Linked DNA regions of Pan troglodytes: region 2 is linked to region 1. A link is a contact called in public Hi-C data. All regions are on one chromosome and are shown on one strand. The core of a region is the stretch at or near the end of the contact, and the rest is flanking DNA. Distances in the headings are between cores, read along the strand shown. Region 1 holds the start of CTSC (cathepsin C). Region 2 overlaps GRM5 (glutamate metabotropic receptor 5).

The links. Hi-C and Micro-C count contacts between places; a contact is called where the count stands out from the background.
Region 2: a contact with region 1 is called in a Hi-C map of stem cell-derived neural progenitor cells, with 2.2 times the contacts expected there. The contact joins the enhancer-like site here to the promoter of CTSC in region 1. A contact is called at or near these places in 2 of 7 Hi-C or Micro-C datasets (a lymphoblastoid cell line and stem cell-derived neural progenitor cells) and 1 of 1 datasets of contacts at active chromatin or transcription factors (stem cell-derived excitatory neurons).

What each region holds. Positions count from the first base shown.
Region 1 is chr9:90,313,126-90,320,792 of NHGRI_mPanTro3-v2.0_pri, reverse strand. CTSC (cathepsin C) reads left to right here and starts at 3,505. Exons shown (of 7, transcript XM_508684.7): 1 at 3,505-3,822; 2 at 6,248-6,393. The coding sequence starts at 3,651.
Region 2 is chr9:90,513,670-90,521,336 of NHGRI_mPanTro3-v2.0_pri, reverse strand. The region is part of intron 12 of GRM5 (glutamate metabotropic receptor 5); the gene reads left to right. All of the region lies in intron 2 of LOC134807367 (a long non-coding RNA gene), which reads right to left. Among named protein-coding and RNA genes, the nearest start is that of CTSC, 200 kb to the right of the region's middle. Within about 2 kb of position 4,701, at least 2 of the 24 cell types and tissues checked have an H3K27ac peak or open chromatin away from gene starts, as enhancers often do. A contact at or near this core is called in stem cell-derived neural progenitor cells, where this site is marked.

The DNA of each region.
Region 1 (7,667 bases), core at 2,256-4,755:
TGAGAGGTGGGACCTTTGAGAAGTGATTGGCAGTGCCCTCATGAATGGATGAATCTATCATGGGTTAATAGATTAATGGATTATGGAGTTATCAAGGATTAGTTATCATGAGGGTGGGTCTGTAATAAGCACTAGTTTGGCCATCTCTCATGACCCCCTTTGCCATGTGATACCCTGTACTACCTTGGGATTCTGCAAAGAGTCTCAACCAGCAAGAAGGGCCCCCTTCGATGGGGCCTCTTGACCTTGGACTTACCTGTCTCTAGAACTATAAAAAATAATTTTCTTTGTTTTAAATTACCAAATCTCAGGTATTCAGTTCTAGCAACAGAAAACAGACTAAGACAGATGCTGATGTCCCTGGTCCTAGGCTACACTTTGAGAACCACTGCTAAGTAATGCTGCCTCTCTGTAAACCTGCTTTTAATGATGGGAGCCTAGTGACAGACCATGTTTTGCACATAAGCTCACTTTTGCTTTATATAATTTTAACATATACTGAATTTTTGGGAATGCAACCTCTTGATAAACCTTCAACAGAAAATTCTACTTTGTTCTCCTGGGAATTTGACCAAGAATTGTCTAACATCAACAACTTTGGTATGGTGTTTGAGTGATTATTTGATAAGGTATTTGAGTTATAACTCATCAGAAATCATTTGTGTTCTCAGAAAAAAGTTCCTATCACATTTACCACGATTCTACAATTTTACATAGAAGTGAAACCACCTTTGCGAAAATTATAACTGTGAAAGAAATCAGACCTAATCGACTCCATCTTGCTTCTAATCTTTAAGCTGTCCTTTTTCATTCCTGGGCATAGGTGGAACAAACTTTGGGAAGTAATTCAGTTCATGGTTTGACTCTGAAACAAAATTGATAATAGCCCTTTCCCAAAAAGACTCCCTTCTTGCCTGGGGACCAGTCTGCCTTCGCAGGACTAACAAATTAGCTACAAGATTAGAAATTACAGTTTAGGGGTCATGTGGCCTCTGGCTCCAAGAGTCTGCACCCTCCCACCCTCCAAGTTGCTCCTGGGGATAACATCTCTATTGTAAAATCTAAGATCAGTGCTTGAGATATTTTACAGACTCTGCACTCCATAGATCAGCTGACACCACTGAGACCAGCAATCTGGCTCAACCATATCTGCCATCCCACCCAGGAACAGAAGATAGCAAGAAAAACTCACTTAGACCCCCTATGATTCCATCTCCAACCTAACCAATCAGCACTCCCCACTTCCCAAGCCCCTACCCACCAAATTATCTTTGAAAACTCTGATCCTTGAATGCTCGGGGAGACTGATTTGAGTGATAATAAAACTCCCGTCTCCCCCACAGCGGGCTCTGTATGAATTACTCTTCCTCCATTGCAATTCCCCTGTCTTGATAAATTGGCTCTGTCTAGGCAGCAGGCCAGGTGAATCCATTGGGTGGTTACAGAATTGTGAAGAGCAAGTATCTGAGTGCCTCATTATGTTTTCCAACACAGTCATACTTGAACATTTTACATGATGGGATATAACTTATTATACTAGAAATATATTTAAAATATCTGATTTCTTCTTTATATTACATTTGGCATTACATTTCTTTTTATTAAGTGTGTAAGCAGTTTATATATTAATTTCATTTCAGAAAGTAAAGGATTTGGGGTCTGATCAGTTTGAGAATCAATTTTTTGTGTGTGTGTGGAATGGAGAGTTAGTAGTTATTTTTGAGAGAGAACAGTATGGGAATTATTAGATTAGTAGAAATAAACTAAAGTGAAAATCAATGTGCCTGAGGTTCATTCTTAAATCTTACTAAGTGGCAATATGACATTCAGCAAGTGATTTAACTCTCTGAATCTCCATTTCCCAATTTTAAAATGAATCCATTAGACTAAGAGGTCCACAAGATCTTTTTCTATTATTCAATCATTGAATAAAGACTGTTTTAAACTTTCTTTACAATTAAGTGTGTTGCTTTGATTACATTCATCAAAGAAATTTCCACCTAAACTGGCTCTTCAATATTGATGACCTAATACAAATTTAATGTTTTAACAATCAGTAACACACCTTCCTAGAGATTCAGGAAGGGAAGCTTAATCTGTCAGGGTATCTTTAAATAAATAGTGTGTTAGCTTAATTATACAATGTCAGCTTTTAATTCTAAGAAGGTATATAAAACCTAAAAGCAAGGTGTTCCCCAACCCCCCGCCACCAACCCCGCCCCAGGCTTTTGAAATTTGTGCCCCCATTGAAGAGTATTTTCACCTCTGAACTTTCAAGGACAACTCCTTTTGCCTCATTGAAACTGGCTTTCAAGCTTGGCAACCAAGATAAGAATATTAAGTACACTTATTTTAACACTCAAGGACACTTTCTGAATAAACCAGAATCTAGGGAGATATAAGTGAATAATTTGGACCTGCTCTCTTTGAATGTTTATAATCTGGTGGAAAAAAAATGACATATGAATATTGATTTGTGACCAGTGCAAAGGGGGCAAAAATTCATATCCCAAAGAAAACGGGGACACATCAGGTCTGTCTTGTTCATCACTGTGTCCACAGGGCCTGACACCTAGTAGGCTCAGTGGGAGAAAGGAGCCCCAATTACCAACAAAAGCCAGGAAAGAACGGGAGGCTCTTACGGAAAAGGGTGATATTTAAACTGAGCAAGGAGGCACCTGGAAATAGTGCTACCTAATAATTTTTGGCGATCAGACTGGCACACTAGAACGGTTCATAAGACCAGCCTTCTCCCATTGGCTAGCTTCCTTCCTCACCCTTCTCACTCTGGGCAAGCCGCTTCCTCTCTCTGGGCCTCTTGCTTTTCCTCTGTAACATAAAAGGGGTTGAGCAATATCATCTCTGAGAGCGCCATGTGTGTGCGTGCCAGAGGGAAAACCCCCACAACGCTAATACACCAAAACTGCAGGTTTGCACAACAACTGAATTCTGCTGAATGCAAACAGGCAAACAGCATTTACCAGGAAACAAAACAAAATCAAGCACATAAAAAAGTAGGAAGAGTTGGAAAACGGAAGGAAAATAAGTTCTCAAACAGCTGGAATAGTTGATGTTAGCTAGCGAAGTTTTTCAGAGGAAAAAACAAAAAGTTGGTTATGAGGCAACTGGACCTGAGAAAAAAGACTAAGGGGGAAGAATAGCAAGTAAAACAGAACTCCACTTGCTAGATCTCTCCCTCTGTCGCGCTCTTTCACCTGACCCACTCCCTTATTCCCTCCACAGCCTTTCCTTCTCTCCCTACGTTACTGCACAGGAAAGAAGTCTGGGTCATGTGCGGACCGCTTGTGGCTCTTAAATCCTCTTTTTGTCACCCTGGCCGTGCAAAATTTTGAAACGTCCCTCGGCAAAAAAAATAAAAATAAAAAAAATAATCTGTCCCTGGGCTCTTCCCTAGTTCTGGGTCCAGTTGCAGCCAAGTGAGGGGCAGCGCGCGCTCCCAAGTCCCCGCTTCAGAGACGGGCACGCGCCTGGCGCCCAACCCCCAATCCCCTGCTGCTCAGTGACCCCGCCCACGGGTTTCCGGGCCGGCGTAGCTATTTCAAGGCGCGCGCCTGGCGGTGGACTCACCGCTAGCCCGCAGCGCTCGGCTTCCTGGTAATTCTTCACCTCTTCTCTCAGCTCCCTGCAGCATGGGTGCTGGGCCCGCCTTGCTGCTCGCCGCCCTCCTGCTCCTTCTCTCCGGCGACCGCGCCGTGCGCTGCGACACACCTGCCAACTGCACCTATCTTGACCTGCTGGGCACCTGGGTCTTCCAGGTGGGCTCCAGCGGTTCCCAGCGCGATGTCAACTGCTCGGTTATGGGTAAGCCGCCGGCTCGGCAGTCCTCCGGGTCGTCCTTTCTGCCCTTGAGCCCCTAACGCAGCGCCACGCCAACTACCGCTTCCCCCCAGGCAGACGCTTGTGGGTGGCCAGAGCATCTTGACTGGATTCGGGGACCCTTGGGGACCTTCTTCCCCGCCAGGCTCGCGAAGTTAAAGTTCATCTGCTGAGAACTTCTAACTCCACACTTTCTTGGTTATCTTGGGGACTCAACACTTTTATCAAGAACTTTTTTATTCCTCCCGCTTAATTTTGTTTGCTTTGAGAGAGACTTGGGAACTGCAATCGTTTGGTTCTCCAGTCCGATCTGGTAGCGTTATTTTTAAAATTTATTTTTATTTTTTATTACTATTGTACTAGTGAAGATAGATGAGCTCAAAGACTCTCGAGGATCTAGCAGGAAGTTTTCTCTTTTTGTTAGATGGTGGGAAAGGGACTTTCTGCCCAGCGATTTTGGTTTGAGCGTGTGTTGATGAGTACTAGAAAACGGCTAGTACCACTCTGCATTGTTTCATGCATTGCAAGGAGGTAAAATTTTTTTTAAAAATTAATAACAAAGAAAACTTAACTCTGAACCTAGTAATTAGAAATGCCCAGAGTCTGCACAATGTTTGGCTCATGGAAGGCTCTCAATAAATACCTAGTGTTTGAACATACTGGAGATATTCCATATGCCTTCAGATAACATGGTTACCCCTAGAACAAAGAACCTAGTGAAGGGGGTGGGGTGGAAAAAAGAGAATCACTAGTTAGAAGAGTCACACTGTGGTCTACCCAAACCCTCTTACAGCCTGTGACTTCTGCAGAGTCAGTAAAAAATCAGCTATAATTTTCTTGTCAACAGAACAAAGATTAAGTCATTTGTTACTAAAGAAATACCTTTTTAACTGACTGTATAGCATTTCATAATCCTGAACATTGTAACTTTTTTTTTTTTTTTTTTTTGAGAATGGAGTCTTGCTCTGTCACCCAGGCTGTAGTTCAGTGGCGGGATCTCGGCTCACTGCAACCTCCGCCTCCCGGGTTCAAGCGATTCTCCTGCCTCAATCTCCCGAGTAGCTAGGATTACAGGCACATGCCACCACGCCCGGCTAATATTTTGTATTTTTAGTAGAGACGGGTTTCACTGTGTTAGCCAGGATGGTCTCCATCTCCTGACCTCGTGATCCGCCCGCCTCGGCCTCCCAAAGTACTGAGATTACAGGCGGGAGTCACCACGCCCGGCCTTTTTTTTGTTTTTTTGTTTTTTTTTAAATTTAAGTTTGAAGGTTGGGGCAGAAAGAGATCAGGATTTGCACTGCCCTGTCACATGCAATCTCCCATGTCAGAGCATTAATCTCAAACATGGAAAAACTTTAAAATACAGAACTCTCCAGATGGACACAGCTGAACCATTTTCAGGAAGGCTCTGCCTATAAAATTACCTTTGGCCTTAATTCAGTAATTAAAGGCACCCACAGGTCTGAGCCCTCATCTATGAAGGTTAAACGTATCATTCCTATCAGCACTAATTGGTTTTATAGGATACAAACCTCTAGTTTGCTGAATAAACTTTGGAAGGATTCAGATTATGAGGTTCTAAACCGTAGAGCCTTTGAGGAGAAAGGTACCCCATTTCTTCTCCGAATAGATCATTTTGTGTCTTCTCCTGGGCTTAGCACATTGTCTTCCTTAGGATCTGATAGTCTGTTTATTTATCTTTTTGTTGTCATACCTTTTATTCTTGCATTTCCCACTTTTGACTAGTATTTTGCCTTTTCTCCGTTTCTGGAAGCCTGTAATTTTCAACATTCCGCATTTCTCCTTTTGTTCAGTGGAAAAATTTCTTCAGTGTTGGGATGCTCTGGAAAGGTACTGTAGTTTTGGGGGTCTCCCTGCCTGCTGGGCTGCATAGCATATCTCTCTTTTTTGAGACAAGGTCTCACTGTGTTGCCCAGGTTGGAATGCAGTTGTGCAATCATAGCTCACTGCAGCCTCCAACTCCTGGGCTCAAGCAATCCTTCCACCTCAGCTTCAGCCGCTCAAATAGCTGGGACTACAGGCAATGCACCACCATAACCAGCGAATTTTTAAAAATTATTTTTGTAGAGAAAGGGTCTCACTATGTTGCCCAAACTAGTCTTGAAGTTCTGACCTCAGCCCCGCAAAGTGCTAGGATTACAGGCGTGAGCCACTGCTTCTGCTTGCATTATCTCAAATTTTTAGAGCCTAACTTCACAGTCTTGCCTCGGAGCAGGAACTGTTTGAGGCAACAAGATGGAGCCTCTGGTTTCTTCACTAGGCAGACTGTGCTTAAACTGGGTAGCATGAAAGGAAAGCAGCACAATTATAATTGAAATTGGGGGATTCTTTCCCCTATTGAAATCCAAATAATTTTCCTTTATTGTGCTTTTTTTTTTTTCTTTAGGACCACAAGAAAAAAAAGTAGTGGTGTACCTTCAGAAGCTGGATACAGCATATGATGACCTTGGCAATTCTGGCCATTTCACCATCATTTACAACCAAGGCTTTGAGATTGTGTTGAATGACTACAAGTGGTTTGCCTTTTTTAAGGTTAGTTTTGTTGGAAGTTGGATTTACATTTTCAATGATTTGATATCTGAAACCTCTTCTGATTAGTAGACCCTGAGAATTTTAATTTTAGATTAAGAAGATGACCGGAATTGACACCACTCTTCCCAAGAGTAGTAGTAGTTGGTATAATTTTGCCACTTTATTTAAAATTATGATTTTAGTAGGTTTATGAAATACCAATGCTACATTTGAATATGTATAAATTATGTTTAAAATTTACATTTTAGTAAGTATGACTAAATTCTTAATTTATTTTCATTATTACTACCACTTTATTTCTAAATGTTGCCATAGTCATTTGGCTTTGTTCTAAATCTGTAGGAAAGATACAGAGATTACACATTTTGTTTTCTTGCAGTTACTATGCTGTCCTTCCTATCACTACCTGTTGGCTGTGAGGTAGTGATAGGCCTAAATGATTCATTATCTTAAATGTACTAAATATGTTGAGTAATTTTTTCTTCTAAACTAAGAGAAAGAGAGAACCTAGGAGTTACTCCCTTAGGCTGGTTAAAGTGAAAGGTAGCCAAGTCAACCCAGCTTGTTTCCTTCTCTCATTAGGAAAGAACTATTGTTCATTCTCATAACACACTTATTCCAATTGCAAACATACTCAGGGTTAAAATAGTTTAGCACAAATTGCAGCCCATTTCATTTGTTATTCACAAGCTGGAACTTTTCTTGTAAGCTAAATATTAAATGGTTCAAGTAAATTGGATACATAAGCCTGAAACTAGGCGTTTCTCATTATACATAGAGTATAAATTAAGACAGACTTTTTCATGGTGAAAGGTTTACAGCCTTTAAAACATCTGGGAAGAAGTGGGAAAGTAGGGAGTAACTCTGTTAAATATGATAAAAGACAAAGCACCAACAAAGGCCTAGTTCTAAACTTGTTATAATTTCTCATGGGAGTTGTGGTTTGTCACAAGGTTATGGCGGTCCAAGCAAGTTTACAATATTTTTTAGAATAATAACTCCCAGAAATATTTTTAAAATAAGGACCTTCTTTAATATGGAAAAAAAAAGATGAAATAGAGAGGAAGAGGTTGCCTCTCCTCAACTGGATTTGCTGGTGTGATATGCAGCTGGTGGAAACCAGTTTGTCCATGCTAGCTGTTGATGGCCACCAGTCCACTGAATTAGTGGAAACCCATGCTTAACCAGTTGTTAACTATTTTTAGTATCATTTCCAGATGCTACGCATTTTTTTTGTAAAAAACATACTTACAATAGGATCTATATAAATTTTT
Region 2 (7,667 bases), core at 3,452-5,951, 200 kb before region 1:
ACTCCAGCCTGGATGACAGAGCGAGACTCTGTCTCAAAAAAATAAAAACAAAAAATAGAAATAAAAATAAAGACAATGTGATGAAGAATAGAGGCAGTGGAAAGGTAATCTCTAGTCATAGACTTGTGATTTGAGTTCCCTCCTCCCCGTGTCATGAAGTGGAGATGATACTTTTGATGGCCATGTAAGTGCACAACTTACACTGGCTACCTGTAATTGCATGCCCAGGACTTTCCAGAACTGCTTCTCTCTCCCTGGGTGTCATTCCCACTCGTGGGCTGCTGCATCTATCAAAAGTAAGCATGATTCCCCTCCCTTCAGTCTTCACCCCTCGCATGTATATAGGCAAAAGAAACATCCCAATCTCCTTCCTCCACCCCATCTCATCTTGTTCTTGTGAAAATCCAGTTATTTTAAATCCTGAAATAAATGGAAACTAAGCTTCTTGGAAAATGTAGAAAGCTTTTTTTGTTTCTAAGTTGTCCAAAGACAAAGGAATGAGGAAAAAAAAGACAAGTTTTATGCATTGAGATAGGACAGGAGGGGTTAAAAGGGCAACAAAGGTAAAGGAAGAAGGCTAGAGAAAGAAAGGAGGGTGGCAAACGGAATGGTTTAGTTGAGACAAGAACTGGTGAATGAACTTCTGTGTGTGATAGAAGGGGGAGGCTAGTTTTGATGTAGTTAGATTTAGATAAATAGTACTGCCTTGCATTTCATAAATGTCCCTGCTTTTACCATTTCACTTGTTGAGTTGCTGCTCTATACTAGGCCCTATCCTAGATGCTTGTTAAAAGAACAGACGTGCCCAGGTAGCCATAAACTTTACGGTGTAGTGAGAAAGACAGTTACTAAACTAGTAGTCAGGCAGATATTTAATTATAATTTGTAATAATTGGTATGAAGGAAGAGAATAGGCCCTACTACAGATTAACAAGGGAGACAGGCTGAGACAAAGTAAAGAGAAGAGCATCATTTGTCTCTATATCATTTTCAAATCCAGCCTAAATCGCAGCAGCATAAATTAGGGTATGTGGGAGCAGACAGATCCAGATGGAAGTAGGTCCAGATGGAGGTAGGTCCAGATGGAGGTAAGAAAATCAAAGATGCATTAACTTAAAAGAATTAATGGAGATTATATTGGTTATGTCTCGTATGAGGAAGCACTATTTCGTAAGTATGAGGGGATGTGTGGAGGAAACAGGACAAATATTTTGTATCAGAGCTATCTGGGAGAAGCCTGCCTGGTTATAGAAGTTATTAGTACAGAAGAAAATGACAGATATGAAAGGAACATTATGAAACAACTATAAAATCAAGCATTTTACATGAATTGTCTTACCTGATCCTCAATATTTCCATTGTATATATGGAGAAATTGTAACTCAGAAAGCATAACTAACCCTATGAACATAAACACAGTTTATGATTCCCTTATGGGTCAAAGGCAAACTCTGGTAAACAACTAGATCCAGGCTTTGTGAGACCTAAAGTTCCTTCCACTTGGGGAGCTTTATTTAAGAAAAAGATTACAAAATGTGAATACAAAAATAGAAACAGGGCCTTGCCAGGGGCATCTGTGAGTGAGGGACCCTGACACTCCATCAGCTTTAAAGCAAATCTGCTTCCATCGAGCACCACTGAGGTTTAAGCTCCATCAGTCCCCAGACTGAGAAAATTTAGTTGCTGGTGCAAATTTTAATCAAAGTTAGTATCACAGAGGAATCAGTCTTCCTATCCAAAAGGGTAGAAAGGGCTCAAGTAAAAGCATAGGCAGTGGCTCAAGCCAAGGAGATTATGGGAAAAAAAAATGATAAGGTTTGAAAAATAGTACAGTTACCTGTATCCCTTAGGCCATTTAAAGACAGAACTAGGTTTAACAAATGGCACAGCTACTATTTGTAGCCAGCATTTTAGTGAGAAGCAATTTACCTCACAGTTGACCATTCTAGTAACCTGGGCAAATCACTTGATCTCCTGTGTCCTAGTTCTTCATTTGTAAAGTAGGAATAATAATAGTACCTAACTCAAAAGACTGTTGTAATGATTAAATCAGTAAATTCAGGGACTTAGAATTGTGTCTGGAATATTCCAAGTGCTCAGTAAGTGATGGCTCTTATTACATTTATTATCTAGCTTCATCTGACTTCACTGCATTTCCAATTGTTCATGTATAAAAATGTGAGGAAAAATCTCTGTTGGAAAACTACCTATCTCTCTTTAGAAACAGTAAGTTATCTGTCTGAAAATTCCTCAGTCCTATAAGATAGAAACTAGCAACTTTTAATTAATGCCATAATGAAATGTTTCCTATGGAGACCCTTCTTATAGTTAACATTTTGTTCCTCCCTGAAAAGTTTTCCCTATTGAGGATGTTGTATAAAGCTTGTAAAGCACCTTAGGATTGGTTTTGAAATCTGTATCTTCCTGAATTTCTATTGATTGTGTAACAAATAGTAATGTTGAAGGAAAATACACAATAAAATGGCAATGACTTATGATGATTCATATCTGAAAACAAGCTCTCATCATAAGTAGGATTAAAATACATCCTTTGGGAATTCTTCAGAAGCTAAATGAAAGGCTTTACTCAATACAAAATTTAACACATTTCCATAATATTGCTATGCTGTAATTTATTAAACTATTCTCCCGTGGTTGGTTTGTTCTTTTTTGTTGAGGTTTTTTTTTTTTTTTTCTGTTTTCTATAACATTGAAGGAAAAAATCTTTGTGCAGAAACCTTTGAGCTTATGTTGAATTGTTTCCTTAGAATAAATTCCTAGAATTACTAAGTCAATACAGCTGATTTTTTACTTTTTAATTCCTTATTTGCATTGCTTCCCCACTTTTCAGCTTTTACCTTTCCATTATTTTCACAGAACACAGTGAAATATGTTACCTGGCAATTTCTCAAATCATTTTGCAACTTATGTTCACTTTGCCATTAGTTTCTGGAGCTATTAATCATGCTCAGTTTTTGTTTTTAATCTGATTTATCTGAAGGAATCAAGTTGACATTTCAAGTCTGTGCAAAAGATGTTTTTCTGCGCATGGAGACCACAAGATCTGATGGAATATCTAGTAAATCATTCCAATATATTTACATATATAGATACATAGAAGGTTGAGAGATGATATTGAAGAAAGGAATTACCTTGCAGTAGTACTGCATAATATTGGTCTTTTTAAATTTGGCTTCACTGTTTCCCTCTAACCTAAAGATCCATAATGACTTCCCTTCTGCCTTTATCTAGAATTTTCCTCTGATCAATTAGACTTGGAAGGCTGACTTGGGCTTTCCTTCAGCTCTCTTTGTAACACTCTGAAGTTGTTAAAATATTCTACCATCTCGTCCCTGTCTGTCTTCTGCTATCACACTGTATCCCACACATCGAAACTGATTGTCAGCTCTTCTCAGTGATGCCTCTTTTACAGCCTTCAGATTTTTGGTGTATTTCTGTCTAGGAAAACTCCAGCCAGAGAAATGCCAATCTGTTTGCATGTTAACAAGGGGCCAGAGGGTGATTTATTCCACTTGACCATTATGTAGTCAAATTTGACCTTTTAAAAAATAAGCGTATATTGTGCTCAAAGCCTAGCTCCACTAAGTATACACTATTAAGTTCATGTACGACCTTTTCAGTCTCTCAAATGTGCCATCAGATTATTTAAATAAGGGGTTTTTAAGCGTGAAATAAAGAAAAAGTAAGTTGTTAATGAAGAGCATGAGATTTGGAGGTAAAACATCTGGTTTCAAGTGGCACTTCTGAGACTTACAAGCTATGGGGTCTTGACCAAATTGTGAAGCTTTCTGAGCCAGTTTCCTTATCTGCTGGATGGGGATAATTATATTCCTGAGTTTGTTAAGAAAATTAAATGATATAGGGAAAGTTTTTCTATAATAATGTGAATGCTATTCAAAAGTATATTACACCATAGTTTCTCTCTTCACTTTATGACTGCCAAGATCCAAAATTAGGATGGTCCCAAAAGGAATGTGGCAATAAATCTGTAGAATAAGATGCAATGTGCAGCATTCTACCTCATATATTTTCCCTAAGATGTTTTAAAATTATAAACTGTGTTTCTGGGTGATCACTAAAGATATCATCTAGAGGTAGATGTTTGATCCAAATTTCACCTGAGGTCGAAAAGCTGAGGTCTTGGCTGGTGTTCAAGGAACCAACATGGGAACAGAATTGAATGTGCTCAAAGCTGTTATAAAGCTTTGTGTTGGTACAAAGGGGGAGTGGATACAATAACTACAGCAAAGTCAAGATTAAAAACTAAAGTCAGAAAAATTCTGTCTCAAGGCAGGGAGGCAAAGGGAAAGAGAGAGCTAACAAATAAAAACTGGCTCCAAAATTTGCTATAACTGGTCTCAAAGAAGATGGTGGCTGGAAAGAACTCCTAAATCATCACTGAGTTGAGCCAGGATTACTTGTATATGGATCTGTCACTGACTAATAAGGAATAAGCACATAAGCACACTGAGGTTCATTTTCTTTTGTGTGTGTGTGACACTTTCTTATTCAAATTACACAAAAGATAATTGCAAACAATTTTTGTTAAATATGTATAAGCCCATGCCAATTCTTCAATATATGTGAACAAAAGCGTTTTCAGAGTAGTTATAAGGCTTCAGTACTATGAGCTGAATCATTTCCCATGACCTAATCAGTTTAAGAATGTAACACTAAACCCACAGTAACTGGTTATGACTGTAACTAGCATAGCTTTCAGGAAATGAACAAGGGTGTTTCTTCCATGATTATAAGGACCAATTGTTTAGGCTTTCTCTAAGTGTGGATTATTGAGAAAATAATACTTTGTTTTACCCAATCGATCTCTCTCTTTTTTGCTCCTTACAAATCTAACTTATTAACTCTCACACTTATTTTATATAAATGGTACATATAGAAAGGAGCATTATTTAAAAGAACACAAACATCTAAGTAAAACTAAAGTATTTGTTAGTAGTAACTTCTTTAGATTCATCATATATATACACTCACACACATGTGTAGACACACAGAGACACACACAGTATTTATAAACAGTCAAACCTAAGTAAATGCTATAACAATTTCAGAAATTCTTAGACTCAGTTTTGGAAGAAAAACTAATGAAACCAAGTATAGCAGATAGGAGGATTTCAGCCTCAGAAAGTCTATAACCTAACTCAAAGTGGCTTAAATGATAACAAATTAATCTCACATAAAAAGAATTTCTGACACTAAAAAGGCTAATTCAGTAGCTCAAAGGACACAATGGCTCAAGGACCTACTTATTTCGACCTTTCCAGTCTACCACTGAATCACTGGACCACAGTTTTTGAAATGTTGGCTTAGCTTCTCTCATGCCTGCCATATGGTTGGAGCATTGTCAGGTATCACATCCAGACCACTGTCCACAGAAAAAGAGACTATGTTTTCCAGTGTTTTATTAATACTAAAGAAATCGTTCTCAGAAGTCTCCAGAAGACTCTCTCCCATGATCATTGGCTAAAACTGATGAGTCAAGTGGCAAGTGAATCTGATAATTACTATTATCATCTAAGTCTAATCAGTGTCTACATCGTGAAGGTAAGGATGGGATGGCTTGTTAAGAAGAATGTGACAATGCAAAGGAAAGGCAAATATCTTAAAAAATAAGTATCTTCCATGTAACTGTATTAGTTCGTTTTCATGCTGCTGATAAAGACATACCCGAGACTGTGCAATTTACAAAAGAAAGAGGTTTAATTGGATTTACAGTTCCACGTGGCTGGGGAAGCCTCACAATCATGGCAGAAGGCAAGGAGAAGCAAGTCCCATCTTACAAGGATGGCAGCAGGCAAAGAGAGAATGACAGCCAAGCAAAACAAGTTTCCCCTTATCAAACCATCAGCTCTTGTGAGGCTTATTCACTACCATGAGAACAGTATAGGGGAAACTGCCCCCATGATTCAATTATCTCCCACAAGGTCCCTCCCACAACACATGGGAATTATGGGAGTACAAGTGAAGATGAAATTTGTGTGGGGAAACAGAGCCAAACCATATTATTCTGCCCCAGCCCCTCCCAAATCTCATAACTTCACATTTCAAAACCAATCATGCCTTCCTGACAGTCCCCTAAAGTCTCAAATTATTTCAGCATTAACTCAAAAGTGCACAGTCCAAAGTCTCTTCCAAGACAAGGCAACTCCTTTCCACCTATGTGCTTGTAAAATCAAAAGCAAGTTAGTTACTTCCTAGATACAACGGGTGTACAGGAATTGGGTAAATACAGCCATTCCAGATGGGAGAAATTGGCCAAAACAAAGGGGTGACAGGTCCCATGTAAGTCCAAAATCCACCAGGGCAGTCAAATATTAAACTTCCTTTGACTTCATGTCTCACATCCAGGTCACGCTAATGCAAGAGGTGACCTCCCATGGTCTTAGGCAGCTCCACCTGTGTGGCTTTGAAGAGTACAGCCTCCCTCCCAGCTGCTTTCACAGGCTGGTGTTGAGTGTCTACCACTTTTCCAGGCACACAGTGCAAGTCGTCAGTGGATCTACATTCTGGCGTCTGGAGGACAGCAGCCCTCTTCTTACAGCTCCACTAGGCGGTGCCCCAGTAAGGACTCTGTGTGAGGACTCCAACCCCACATTTCCCTTCTGCACTGCCCTAGCAGAGGTTCTCCATGAAAGCCCCACTCCTGCAACAAACTTCTGCCTGGACGTCAGACATTTTCATACATCTTCTGAAATCTAGGTGGTTCCTGAACCTCAATTCCTGACTTCTGAGTACCCACAGGCTCAACACCACATGGAAGCTGCCAAGACCTGGGGCTTGCATCCTCTGAAGCCACAGTCTGAGTTCTATGTTGACCCATTTCAGCCATAACTAGAGTGGCTGGGATGCAGGGCACCAAGTCCCTGGCTGCACACAGCTCAGGGACCCGAGGCCTGGCCCACGAAACCACTTTTTCCTCCTAAGCCTCCAGATCTGTGATGGAAGGGGCTGCCTGAAGACCTCTGATGTGCTCTGGAGACATTTTCCCCATTGTCTTGGGGATTAACATTTGGCTCCTCATTACTTATGCAAATTTCCTGGAAATTTATAATTTAATTTTCCTTTTTGTCAGTCATTCATGCATACCTCATTCAATAAATATTATTACCTATACTATCATAGGCACTGGGAAGATAGCAGTGAAGCATACAGTTCAGAACCCATGACTTCATAGAGCTTGCATTCTATCACAGATTCCACTGGGGGAAAACAGAGAATAAATAAAATAAATAAGTAAAATATAAATTATTTTAGATAAGTGTTCCTGATAAAAGCAGGAAATGGTAACAGAAAGAGTAGAGTGGTAGTTGCCTTTTTAAATAGCGTGGTCTGGCAGGATGTATTGAGAAAGTGACATTTAGGCAAAAATTTGAAAGAAGTAAGCTTTGAGGATATTTTTAATGAAAGCATTAAAGGCAGAGGAAATGGCCAAAGCAAAGACACTATGCTGGGAGGATATCTGGTGTCTTCAAGCAACAAGAAGATCATTGTAGATGAAGCAATGTGAGCAAGGGAGAAAAAGTGAGTTTTGGGATCAGAGAGATAGTCAGGGAGTGGGAGATAAGTGTAGGGATTTGTAAACCATGATACAAAATTTCATAATTTACTCAGAGAAATGGGTAACTAAC